Regions from separate parts of the Mus musculus genome. Here region 1 is linked to region 2. A link is a contact called in public HiChIP or PLAC-seq data. All regions are on one chromosome and are shown on one strand. Each heading gives the region's core, a stretch centred on a gene start, on an enhancer-like site or on the middle of the called end of the contact. The rest is flanking DNA. Distances are from core to core; before and after follow the strand shown.

The links. HiChIP or PLAC-seq counts read pairs in DNA pulled down with a chosen protein or histone mark.
Region 1: an H3K4me3 HiChIP or PLAC-seq map of the 230-238 cell line shows a contact between it and region 2, with 15 read pairs. The contact joins two enhancer-like sites. A contact is called at or near these places in 4 of 484 Hi-C or Micro-C datasets (the HPC-7 cell line, LSK cells, bone marrow-derived macrophages and 1 more), 5 of 115 datasets of contacts at active chromatin or transcription factors (the 230-238 cell line, DN3 thymocytes, acute myeloid leukemia and 2 more) and 4 of 9 other capture datasets (embryonic stem cells, embryonic tail, embryonic trunk and 1 more).

Annotation. Positions count from the first base shown.
Region 1 is chr4:95,844,437-95,850,655 of GRCm38.p6, forward strand. Fggy (FGGY carbohydrate kinase domain containing) reads left to right here. Exons shown (of 16, transcript NM_001113412.1): 14 at 5,146-5,240. Among named protein-coding and RNA genes, the nearest start is that of Hook1, 120 kb to the right of the region's middle. Within about 2 kb of position 1,610, at least 111 of the 459 cell types and tissues checked have an H3K27ac peak or open chromatin away from gene starts, as enhancers often do. A contact at or near this core is called in the 230-238 cell line, DN3 thymocytes and bone marrow-derived macrophages, where this site is marked.
Region 2 is chr4:95,299,607-95,306,141 of GRCm38.p6, forward strand. No RefSeq gene overlaps it. Among named protein-coding and RNA genes, the nearest start is that of Gm32240, 95 kb to the left of the region's middle. Within about 2 kb of position 3,910, at least 135 of the 459 cell types and tissues checked have an H3K27ac peak or open chromatin away from gene starts, as enhancers often do. A contact at or near this core is called in the 230-238 cell line, DN3 thymocytes and bone marrow-derived macrophages, where this site is marked.

The DNA of each region.
Region 1 (6,219 bases), core at 360-2,859, 540 kb after region 2:
CCAAGCATTATGTGGGGAATATTGAAGACAAACAAATGAATAAAACATGACCTGAGCTCCATGAAGCTCATGGACTCCCCAGAAAGGCAGAAAGGAAACAGACATAATAAATACACTGTGAGAAGAGCCCTGAGTGGGAAGAGCATAATGTGCACTTTGCTCAGTTTTGGATCTTGTAGCACAGGGTAAGTGATCAGGCTATCTGAAGAAGGAACCTAGGTCCAAAATGCTGTGGACAAGATCTAGCATGGGCCTGTAATTCCAAGGGCACCCAAATGCTGAGATTCCATCTCAGTGCCCAAGGGGTTCTGGTCGTAAAGTCATGCGTTTAGCATCTTTGTGATGGGCATAGGGAGTAGGGGACAGTGGCAAACTGGCATCTGGGAAGAGTCCAGAGCTCCAGGAAAAGCTCTCTGGGAGGACACCTTGCAGGGGTATAAATAAACCCTGACCTAGCTTCAAGTCTCCCTGTGCTAGTACCTTCAACATTCTAGTATCTTCTCCCCAAGTGTCTCCTGGAGACTGTTGCGCCCTCCTGTACCCATTGCTCGGTACCCAGACACCAGGTATAAGCACAGGATAAGGCTCCCCTTGTGGTGGTAGTTGGCGGGGGGCATAGATGTCTGTCATGAGCCCACCTTACCCTGGGCTCCATTCCGTATGAACCCACCCATTGTGTTTCTTCCATAGCGAGTAGGTTGGTGTCTGAGCTCAGACTGACTCATGAGATCATTCCTGCTCCAGGCCATGCAGATACGGGGCCTTTATCCAAGTGATAGGCTCATTCCCTGCATATAAGGTACTAAATAAGGAACTAACTAGAATACCTATTCATATCTTACAGAGAAGTAGACCAAGGCACAATTTGGGGGCTCACCTAGAAAAGCATGTTGTGTTAAAGATCGATTAGGATGTGGGGAAGCATGGACTTTGCCCCCCTCAGCCAAGTGCCTAGTCTGTTGGTAGGAATCATACTGCAATCATTAATTCTCCCTAACTGCTGAAATTAGAAAGTAGACTGCATTGTAGTCAAACAAAGAAGGAAGAAGGACAGGAGAGGTACATTCAATTGGCTTCCCTAAATCAGGCAGCCACATAATATTGGGATTGGGATTGGGCCATTGAGCCAGGTTTCTGGACCTTTCCTTTATTGCTCTCCGATGATGCCAGCCCTGTTCCAAGGTTTGTAAACCTGCAGAAGTGGACCACAAAGAGTGGAGTAGACAGAAATGAAAGTAAGATCAGCTGGATGGCTCAGCTAAGACACAGGCCTGAAGTCTGCTCTGTGATTCCCCACTTCTTAGCTTTTAGTTACCCAAAGCCACATCCCACCTGGATGGAAGCAGGTTAAAAGCCAGCTTCAGTACAGGGAATGGGGAAAAGAGGACCCTTGAGCAGGGTAGCCAGAGGTGACCTGGGAACAGCCTGGGCAGGCACGACAGCTCAGGGTTTTGTGAAAATGGGCCATCCTCTAGTCATGTGTCCCTGAGCGTCAAAAAAGCCAGGGAATGCCACTTTGCTGCAAGCTCTGCATTGGGAACTGTTGTTCTCTGGGCTGCTGAATGGAAGGCTGTTAGTGGCTGTTTGGGTTCAGGCAGAAATTGGACCCTTTGTCTCTAACTACTGGCTAGTTACAGTTGTGGACAAAGAGACCTTTTCTTGGCCTGAAATTCCTCTACTCATGACTGACAAAGGATGGCACAGTGCATCTGCCTTCAAATGCTTTGGCTTCTGCTAAACTCATTAATGCATCCGATAAAATAGCTGACATTCCAGGCAAAGCCTCCCTCTTCCTGCCTTTACCCAGGGCTCAGAGAAAGGAATGCACTTGAGTCTGTTCTGTAAAGAAGCCTGGGGAAAGGTGAGGCCCTGGTACCTTTAAGCACTACAATTGCGCTGCTTTCCCTGTCCAGAACAATGTAGAGCAAAACACAGCATAGTATGAAATCCTCAGACATCCGCATGAAAAATTGCAGAGCCGAGTAGTGGAAAGATCAGCAGGCCAGCTGTCTGACGTAGAGGAAGTCACTTTACTTGTGAGAGCCTGGGGTCCCTCTTCTGAAAAAAACCACAACGTTGTTGTCTACCTCATGTAGACCACTCTGGGGAATTGAGTTCTAGGTTCTTGGAGCTCATAGGGAGTGATCCTAGCCTGTTGCTTCACTTCCTCCCTCCAGGCAGCCCTATGCCCCAAAAGGAGAAGGCATGGTGGAGAAAAAGAGTTTAAGATTTTATAAGCAATTTTGGCCAGGTTAGGAAAAGCAGGCTTTATTAAGGCAGGAAATATGGGCTGTACCACCTTGGGAAATGACTTGGGCACCAGAGGCACTTCCTGTACCCTGGCCATGGACTTAACTGTGATTTCCAAAAACAGTCTGCATGCGTGTACCAAGTAACTGTAACCGTCCTGCAGACTTGGGACTAAATGTTCAGTCTTGTAAATTGTGCTTTTTTAGGGCTGGCAGTTTCTCTAGGGTTTCCTTCTTCCTGTCTCACTATTCTGACTTTTAGTTCTTTACCCCCCAACACCCCTCCTCCCGCCAACACTCACAAGCACCCCCTGGGTACACAGGCTGTCAAGTACTTGGCTTGAGGATACAAAGAACAAGATGTCTCCAAGAAGTCCATTACCAAACAGCAAAGTTTCCATTGTCTTCTGACCAGTGTGCAGAAGAATATAATAGAGACCCGGAGATCAGAGGTGACAGGCCAGGCAGGAAAGGTAAGCTTACTTAAACTTGGCCAACTTGAATAAAGGGTTTATTTACAGAGGTAAGGAAAACCTAGGCAGCCAGGAAGACCCCCATAGCTGCTAACCTATTTCTATTCCCTAGGCTTAGGGATGAGGAACTGGAGGGACCCAGCCCAAGATAGGAGCTTAGTTCAGTTTTAACCAGAGGGCACTTTGCAAATGAGAAAACAGAGGTAAGAAATGGTTAAACAACCTGTCTAATATTGCACAGCTGTGTCAGCAAGGAAGCCAGAATTCAAACTCTGGCAAGCCAATTCAAGAGTGAGAGCTAATGAGGAGCTACTAGGGGGTTCCCCTGGCCTCTACTGTCTAAGGGAGCAGCCTAGGACTCATTCCTTCCTACTCAGAAATTGTGAAGTTGTGGGTCTATTGTGAAGAGCTGAAGATGAACAATGTTTGGAAGAGTGTCTTAAAACAAAACAAAACAAAACAAACAAACAAAAAAACCCAGTTCTCTATCAATAGGAGGCCTGAGTGGTAACAGATTTACACAGCGTGTAGTATGATTTCTGGCTGAGCCACCAGTACCTTTCTTTGTGGCCTGGTATCTGTCTTTTTCCTTCCTCGAAGCTCTGCTCTCCAGCTCCCATGACATCCATACAGAGCCTTTGTTCTTGGCCATGTTGAGTCTAACAGTAACAGCCACCATGTCCCCAGGGCTTCACACAGAATGCAAACATGGGAGCTCCACCTGAGTGCGCTGTCACCAGCCCACACAGTGCACCTGTGCAGTGAGCCTGGTCCCTATTTGATTTCTGTTTCCTGGCTGTCTGTAAGGGGGTGGGAGCTGACCTGACCTGGAGGAGCTAGGTAAGTTAGCAAATGAGCCTCCTTAGAAGAGGAGGGAAGGGAACTGTGGCCTTTGTCTAAAGGAACCATTTCATCTGTAGAACTTTCCAAGTAGGATCCCTATCTTCAAATGTTTATTTAAGTTTCATGTCCACTGTGTCATCCACTGGCCCGGAGGTTACCAGGGCTGAAGGCATTAAAGAGATGGGGAAGGACTCCAAAAGAAAGAAAGCAGGGAGGAAGCCAGGCCTGAGCCTCTCTCAGATCTGTCACTTTTCCTGGTGGCTTAGTAGCACAGTGAGAAGCAGGTTCTGTTATAATTCTTCAAGTCCTCTAAGATGTCAGAAGGATTCTGTTTACCAACTGTCTGTGTAGGGGGATGGCTAGAGCTGACCTGAACTGGAGGAGATAGGTAAGATACTAAGTGGGCTTCCCTAGAGAGGCAAGAAGAGGGCTGTAGCCTTTGTCTAAAGGAAGCCTTTCTGCTGCAGACCTTTCCTCTGTGGCATTTCCCGTCATCTATTGATTAGAAAATCATGTCATCCTGTGAAAGTAGGTGGAATTTTATCCCCATCCTTCAGATCAGGAAACTGAGGTACAGAGGGGTGGAGATCCTAACTTAGGATCACACTGTGAACTGAGTGAAGAAGCAGAGGTGTAAATCACGTAAGGAACCAGAACTGCCTGTGAAATCCACATGGATCTTCAACCTTGGCACTTGTCATGTAGGCGGATTCTTTGCGCCTGGTGGATACCTACTTACCTTCGCATGACATTTCAGTCACATGACTGTTTCAGTCCCATGTTACTGTCAACCGCTGGCTCAGAGACTCATTCTCTCACCAGTTAATTGATGGCTTGGACCCTGCTCTAAGTGTCAGAGACATGGTGGTAGACAGAATGGAGCCCCTAGCCTCATGTAATGTCAGTTGCAGGGCAAGGTGCAGGACTAAGTAAGGAAACCACATGGTAGAAAAGGGGGTGGGGGATATAGGAGCACAGAAGGAGCAATGAAGTTGTCTCATCGTTCTAAACACAGTGACCAAGGAAAGCTAGGGTTGCATTTGTACTGTGGTGAAGAGCCAGTTACATGGACATCTGGAAGAGCTCTGAAACCAACTCAAGAAATCACAAGGAAAGTAGGTTCATGTGGTGGCTAGGAAAAAGAGAAGCCAGATGGTAAGGGTCTTACCAGACTATCTAAGGATTATGGCTTGTACTGGAGATGAGTCAGAGAACCAGCCCTTCCATGGCCTGTATCCATCAGCCCATCTGAGACTGGATTAGCAGGGAACAGCCTTTCATTTCAGCCTTTACTGGGCCCAGCAAAACATGTGATAAAGTTAGAGGTAAACCAGGAACCTGGGTGCCAAAGCCTTACAAGTTGATAGGTATGGTATTGGCCACCTTGAGGCTTGTGGCTGGTACACTGGCCATCACAAGGCAGAGAAATCTCCCAAAACCCAAATCCCAAGGACTGGGGACTTCGGGGAGGTATAAAGTACTGCTGCTTTGACATCAGCGGGTTTGCCTCCAGAGGTGTTTGCTGGCTCCTCACAGCCCTGGTTCTACTGTTAACCAAGGTATGACTTTGTCCTGTGCAGGCATGCCTGTGGTCCTGTCACAAGAGGTGGAGTCTGTCCTCGTGGGAGCTGCTATTCTGGGTGCCTGTGCCTCAGGGGACTTCACTTCTGTGCAGGTATGTTAGGATCCATGGGTGGCTGTGGTCCCTGCCCTGTCTGAGGCTGTCTGTCCTCTTGACAGCAGCTCACAGCTTGCAAAACACATACAGGATATAATTAGGGAATGATAGGTTGCAGCCAGAGAATCACAGGCACTCGCCGCCTCTGACGTAGTCACTGTGGCCTCCCTTTGGTTTCACCTCTGTTCATGTGAATTGTTCTGCTTCTCTCTCTTTATAGGAGCTCCTACATTATTTAGCTTCAGTTTCTGCTTGGCCATTTTCCTTTGATCAAGTGAAAGAGTTGATGCTCAAAATATTGGTTTTCCACATGGGCTTCAGTGTTTTATTTGTTTATTTCATCTGCATCACTTTCCAAATACCTTTGAAGCCTGGGCCAACAAGAAACACAAAAGAAAGTGTTGGTGAGGGGAAAAAAAAAAAGAATTAAAAATAAAAAGAAGGAACAAAGTTTAGGAAGCCGGAAACAATTTGGTGGTGGTGATTTGAGTACACGATTTTGCTCTGAGCTTCCTGGCAGCCAAGACAAAAAAAAAAAAAAAAAAAAAAAAAAAAGCATGATAAATTGCATAATTCTTATTTTCAAAAAGAGGAAGCATCCTAGTTTCTGGTAAGAGACAAGCTTTTCCTGATGTGAAATAACAAAAGATGTTGTACATGCTAGAGGTTGTTAAAGGCTCCCAGCATTAAAATGATAACAACAACAAAAATCCTTTTAAAAAATGAGTATAAGGTAGACTATGATGACAGTCAGGCTCTGCAGTTAGACCTTTTGGTCTCAAATGCTGGCCTCCCTACACGCAAACTCTGAGGACTCAACCATCTCCTCTGCACTTGTACTTCCCTAACTCTAACAGTGGCCAGTAGCTGGCTTGTAAATTCTCCTATGGCTCGGTTGAGCGTATATAGTCCCCACCACAGCTCTCGTATCCCCATTTTAGAAATGGGGAAGTTAGGCAATCTTCCTCTCCTCTTG
Region 2 (6,535 bases), core at 2,660-5,159:
GATCTCGATGACCGTTGACTCTAGCATGTGACTGGGGTTAGAATGGCTTCCTGCTTAGCTGACCTGCATTACCAGCAGCCCAGATTCAAGCCACGCAAAGAAGAAACAACTGCTGCATGCGCACACACATGTAAGTGTGTGCAAATAGATGCCATAGGACAGCTTCTTGTATTATTGCTCAAGGGCTGTCTATCCTTTATAGGCCTTTTGTTCATTTCTTGTTTGAAAGAGTGTTTCTCACTAGTCTGGAACTCATCAAGTAGGCTATGCTGCCCGGGATTCTCCTGTCCTTGCCTTTCTAGCGCGGGCATTGTATACACCACTGGGGTATGTACCATTATGCCTGGCTCTTTGTACATGGGTAATTGGGGTTGAACTCTGCTCTCCATGCTTACAGAGTGCAAGCACTTAAATGAGTTATCTCCCAGTCTTCAGCTCCTCACGTGAAATGTTTTCTTCATGATTTGCCAACAATTGATATGTATATTCAGTTTTTTATTTATTTGCTATCCAACTCCAATAATCTAATGGCACAATTTTCTTCTTCCAATAGCTAGTAGGTGTTTTATAACCATTCAGTGAATGGTTGAACAAGACATAAATGGAAAACAGGGGGTGGGGACTACATATTTTGTCACAGGCTCTGTGCTCAGTCTTAGGTATATACAACCTATGATATAGAAGTGCAGTGGCTAAAGGATGGAATGGACATTCATTTTGAAGCTCTGGCTCCTGATGTTGTGCATACGGCAGGCACTCTTTAAGGCCTCCTGAGCCCCATTCTGGATGCCTTTGGAAGCATCATCTTGTGGATGTTGCTAGAGCAGGCTATTAGCCCTCTGCTTTGTGATGCTGAGTTGTATCTAACACATGTCCCTGGGGCTGCCCAGGAGGCAAGACATGCCCCATGTAACTGTGATCTCACCTGAGGCATCCTGCTAACTGTGGAAGACAAAGCAGATTGAACACATGCAAGAAGCCAGTTTACCAAGGAGCTCAGACATATACTGCTGGGAGAAACTGCTAGACACAGGGCACAGGTGGTGGGGGGTCAGGCTATGAAGAAGTGATCAAAACTTGTACAAGTCAAGGGTCTGTCTTAAATACCAGTCAAGAACAAAGTAAATTTTAGCACAAATTTGTCCACATATTTAGATTTCAAAACTTTTTTGGGGGGTAGGGTTTGGGGTAATTTATACAATATTGTTGAGGTCAGACAATCTTCTGTGATCTTCTAGATCCCTGTAACCTGGAAAAACAAACCAACAATCTTCTTAGACCCAGGTTATATGATGTCAGGAAGGAAGGTGAGGTTTACATGTATTGATCCAAGTAATCACTTTTTGAGTTTTCTCCAGTGAGTTCAGAAGATAGGAGATGAGAGCAGGGACCAGCGTGAGGACCACTGAAGAGCTTTAGAAACAGAACCTAGGGCATGACTGCCCCTGTCATCCCAGGGTATTCTGCTCCTGCCCTTATTTTCCAGGTTCCCTCTGGGGAGACGTTGGAGGAGTTGGGCCACTCTGTACTATGCTTGGGTATACGCTGGAAACTGAGCCTAGACTCATTTGCGTGTGAAGCAAGATCTGCTACCAAAGCTTTATTTCTAGCCCTCCTTTAAGTTTTTAAGTTTTGAAATAGGGTTTCAGAAAAGTATTCTAGCTAGTTGAAATTCACTCTGTTCACAAAGCAAGTCTGGAACTTGCAATCCTCTTGCCTTGGTCTAAGCAGCAAGACTTAGGTTAGCAAGGTTATTTGTCAGGCCTGGCCATTCCTGTTTTGAAACTGACTCCATGAAGCTTTCTGTGTCAATCTTATGCCCCAGGTAGACAAAGCAATAATCACATCAGTGAGTATTCCGGAGGGGAAGCTCGGCTCCTGCCCTTAGATGTGGATTTCTAGATAAAATATAAGAAACCCAGTTAAACCCAAAGTTCAAATAAGCATTGAAAAAAAACAGAAGAAATGACATTATGCTGCCTCCCAGGAGCCCACAGAACCATGCTGTCCACACAACCCAGATCCTCAGAACTGTTTGTAGCCCTGAAAGGCATTGGCGCTCTGGATCGCGATGACCGTTGACTCTAGCATGTGACTGGGGTTAGAATGACTGCCTGCATTACCAGCAGCCCAGATTCAAGCCACGCAAAGAAGAAACAACTGCTGCTTTTTGATGAACCTGATAACCCAGCTAAAAGATGAACCTAACCATGAAATTCTCTAAATGTGATCGGAAGGACTTAGAAACTTTGGGAGCACCCTGAAGTGTGTGCTTAGCTGCTTTCAGCAACTCTCAGATGTACACCAGACCCTTCATTTTGGGTCTCTTGGCCCCAATCTCTTAAACATGCTGCTGCTTTCTACATGCCCTTTGATTTGCATACTGTCTTCTACTACTCTCCCCAAGTTCCTCCCTTAGCTGGTCACCTGACATTTAAGCATTGAAACTCCACTGACCAATACCTCTACTACAAGCTTCCTAGGGCATCTCCTCCACCTGCATGGAGGGGGTTGGGTATTTGATAACAGACACACATCTGCTGCTTTCAAACTACTTCTTTTTGCTGTTCACCTACTTTTCACCTATATGAAGATCTTCTGGGGGATAAGTCATGCCCTGCTCATCCTCTCCAGCCTCATCTTTTCTAAGACAGTAGCGCCGGAGGAGCAGTAGTACCAACTTTGGTAGAAACACACTCTCAGGCCCTGCCCAGAACCACTGATGGGGAAACCCTAGCAATTGGGTCAGAAAGCTCTACCCAGTCCTGTTGCAGCCTGAGAACTGCAGGCCTGTAAGTCTCCCACAGATCTGTCCTGAGGTGCTGAGATAGCTTTCAACACAGCTTTGTTGGATTTTTCTAGCTGCCTTTCACTCTACTGCAGAATTATCTTTTTATATCATGCAAGAGTTCTGCTTTGAAGCCTCCAGTGGCTTCCTCTTGCACGTAGAATTCAGTTCAGCTCCTCCGGTGCCCTATAAGTCCCTCCATGATCTGGTACCCGTAGCTACCCTCCATCCATTCTCAGCTTTCTGGATTGTTTTGGCTTCTTGGACCCTCATCACTCCTCCCTCAACTCAAACCATGTACTAGGGCAAGTGGACAAGTTGACCTGAACCACTTATCCAATTCTTGAGGAAAAGTGGTCAGGGGGAAAGACAAATACGCACAAGTAATCTGGTAGTTTCTAAAAATCAAGGCAATTGAAATAGCAGTGGTGAGTTTCCCTTGGGGGCCTTCCATCTGCAGTCATTACAAACTTTGTTCCTAAAGGTCAAAGGTGTGGGTTTTTCTTTTTAAACCTTTGCTCTCTAGGTTTCTCATCACCCAAACCCATGTCTCCTTTGTTGGCTTGAGATCATGTCCACCTTGTGGGGATGATAGGAGGAACAGATAGTATACAGAAAGCTCCCATAGTCCGCAGGGGACTTGTTCTAAGATGCTACAATGCCTAAAAGTACAGACAGCATGGAAGTATGGGTGTGCAAGGTTTTCCCACACAGACACACCCACAATAAGGTTCAGCTTTCAAATTAGGCCCAGTAAAAGATGAACAATTACAGATAGAACAGAACAATTATAACAGCAGGCTGCTGCCAATGTAGGAAGTGTTTCTAAGTCCTCTGTTTAGTGTTTTCAGATGGAGGCTGACTGCAGGTTCCTCAGCACCCAGGGAATAACCCCAGTGTTTGAGCCAAGGCATCGGATGGGAAGCGTGCCCCTGACAGGCCAGACTCCACAGTACCACACTCACTAACCTCTGAGGCAGCTGGAAATCTGGATACTGTGAGGAGCAGCAGTGTGAAACTAAGTACATCCTAAAAGCTCTGAAGCCTTGGGGGAAGACAGGGTTGGGCCAAAAGAGAAAGGAAAGTGCCCCTACTGCTGAGAAATCTCCCTCAGGGGGTGTCCAGCGAAAGCGAAAGTGGAACCCCTGCCAGTCAGATTTACCAGAAGGGCAGTGGGGCTTATAGAAGCCTTTCAGAAAAAGCAACAGCTGAGCAGGAAACCAGGCAGTTTCTGAGAAACCAGGAACTTCAGGCTAGAGTCTGGCAACTCTTGTTTACAAACCCCAGGACCACCTGCACCCAGATGTGTTAGCCACAGAGTGGGTCATGGTGCTCTGGGAACAGTATTCTGAAGCAAGGAAACTGGAGCAAAAGCCAGGGTCACTTCTTCAGGACCCAGGACTCCCAAATTTTGGAAAAAAACAGCATAGTTGTGGCTGCTGGGAGAGGATGGGAGACAACTGGACCTGAGTGAGTGGAGCCTTCAGTCAGTTCTCATTCAAGAATAGATCTATTTATTTACTTAATTTATACAAACCTGCTATAATAAAATGAATAATGGATGCTCACTGAGTGTCAAGTACAAGTCAGGGCAGCATGCTAACTACTTCAGCATACTCAGAGCAAGTGCCCGAGGTCCCACTCTTATTTGTACTTGCAGATTGGGAAACTGAGGCTCAGAGTGATAACCAAGTCACATCCCAGCTAATTCACAGAACTAGGACTTGTCTACTAATTGGTGCTGTGCTCATAGTCATTATGTCTAATGAGGCTCAAGTGTAATTGCCTGTGCTGAAGTCAGAGGTTGGCACAGAGAGCAGTGATCATTTATTAACCTCTAGATCTGCAGTGCCTGGGTCCCAGCCCAGCATGTGATAGCTGCTTCCTAATGTGAGCAACTCATGAGCAAAAACAGAAGACTCAAGAAACTACAGACCCAGTCTAACTTCCTGGACCCAGAGTACCAGGGAACAGAAAAAAATGTGGATGTAGAGGGCCTTGAAGGATATCCTACACCTACCTAAGGACTACAGAGAAGATTTCAGCAAGGTGAAGTTGGCAGCAGGCATCCCAATGAGGAAAGAATCTGTGGTCATATTGTCAGGAATGCTTCGAGTGTTCTCATCGATTTGACATAGCAAAGAGGGATGGAGTAAATCAATGATGATGAAGGAGAGAGAAGGAGCAACAAGATCTGGGTCTTAGGAACCTGGGGAGAGGGTACCCTTCTGAAATCACCAAGGACCACTGAAGACAGTAGAGCAGGAACATGACTGAGGGGGACTTGCCTCGAGGGGCAATTCATTGTCCTAACTATAGTGTAGTGACTTATTTGAGGAAGAAAGGGCTAGAGATGGGGGAGCCCCTTGGGAACAAGGATGAAGGTTTGAACAGGTAGAATCCATCCTCCTGGAAGAAGATGAAGACATATTGGACCTGCAGGTGCGACAAGGCCTAAACTTGTTCCCCACTTGTCTTTCAAGGCAAGTATAGAGCTGGGATGACTACTGGTCAGCCAACAAGGCAAACTCAATGTTAAAGGTGAGAGTATGTTCACAGGGTCTCGGGGAGCATTCTGCTTGGGTTTCTCTTAGGGAAGAGAAGGTTGGTGCTTAAAACTTTAAAAGAGACAAATCCTTAAAGGGCAAAGACTGTCTGACCATACAGGACCAAGTAAGACAGAAGGGAAATAAAGAGGTCAGAAACTAGGGAGCTGTGTTCATCCTTACAATGCCAGGGATACTGCCTAGAGATGAGGAAGGTACAGGGCAACAAATAGGAGGGAAAAGAGCTGGTTCTTCCTTTATTTATGTATTGATTGGTTGGATGCTAATATTGAATACTGTGCTGGTCAGTCATCTGAAGAGGAAATTTCAATTAAGGAAATGCTTTCATGAGAGGGGCTATAGGCAAGCCTGTTAAGGTTTTTTTCTTAATTAGTGGCTGATCAGAGAGATTCTAACCCATTGTGGGTGGTGCTGTGCCTGGGCTGGTGATCCTGGGTTCGATAAGAAAGTAGGCTGAGCAAGCCATGAAAGCAAGCTAGAAAGCAGCTCCCATTCATGGCCTCTACACCAGCTCCTGTCTCCAAGTTTCCACCCTGTTTGAGTTCCTGTCTTGGCTTCATTTGATAATGTACAGTAATGCAGAAGTGTAAGCCAAATAAACTTTTTTTTTTCCCAGCTTGCTTTTTGGTCATGGTGTTTTATCACAGCAATAGAAACTATAACTAAGACAAATACCATGGAGGTTAAGGGAGGAGAGAGTTAAAGATATTGCAACTATTTCTGAGGAAATCAAAAATATCACATGCTAGGAGGCTGGGCCTGAAGTCAAGGGCCTAATTTTGGCTTGAAAGACATAGATGTCATGTGTTCGGAACCCACGATAGAAGGGATGAATTATATGGGAGATTATGTTTCTCTAATCTGTTGAAGCATAATTATTTATTAATTCTTTACAGTAATGTAGGTGACAGGGCAACTGGGGGCAGAATAGAAAAAGCAGTCTAAATGGGGCTCAGAACTAAACAAAGAATTCTCAACTGAGGAATACCGAAGGGCTGAGAAGCACCTGAAAAAATGTTCAACATCCTTAATCATCAGGGAAATGCAAATATAAACAACCTTGAGATTCTACTTCACACCAGTCAGAGTGGCTAAGATCAAAAATTCAGGTGACAGCAGAAGCTCGCAAGGATGTGGAGAAAGTGGAACACTCCTCCATTGCTGGTGGGATTGCAAGCTT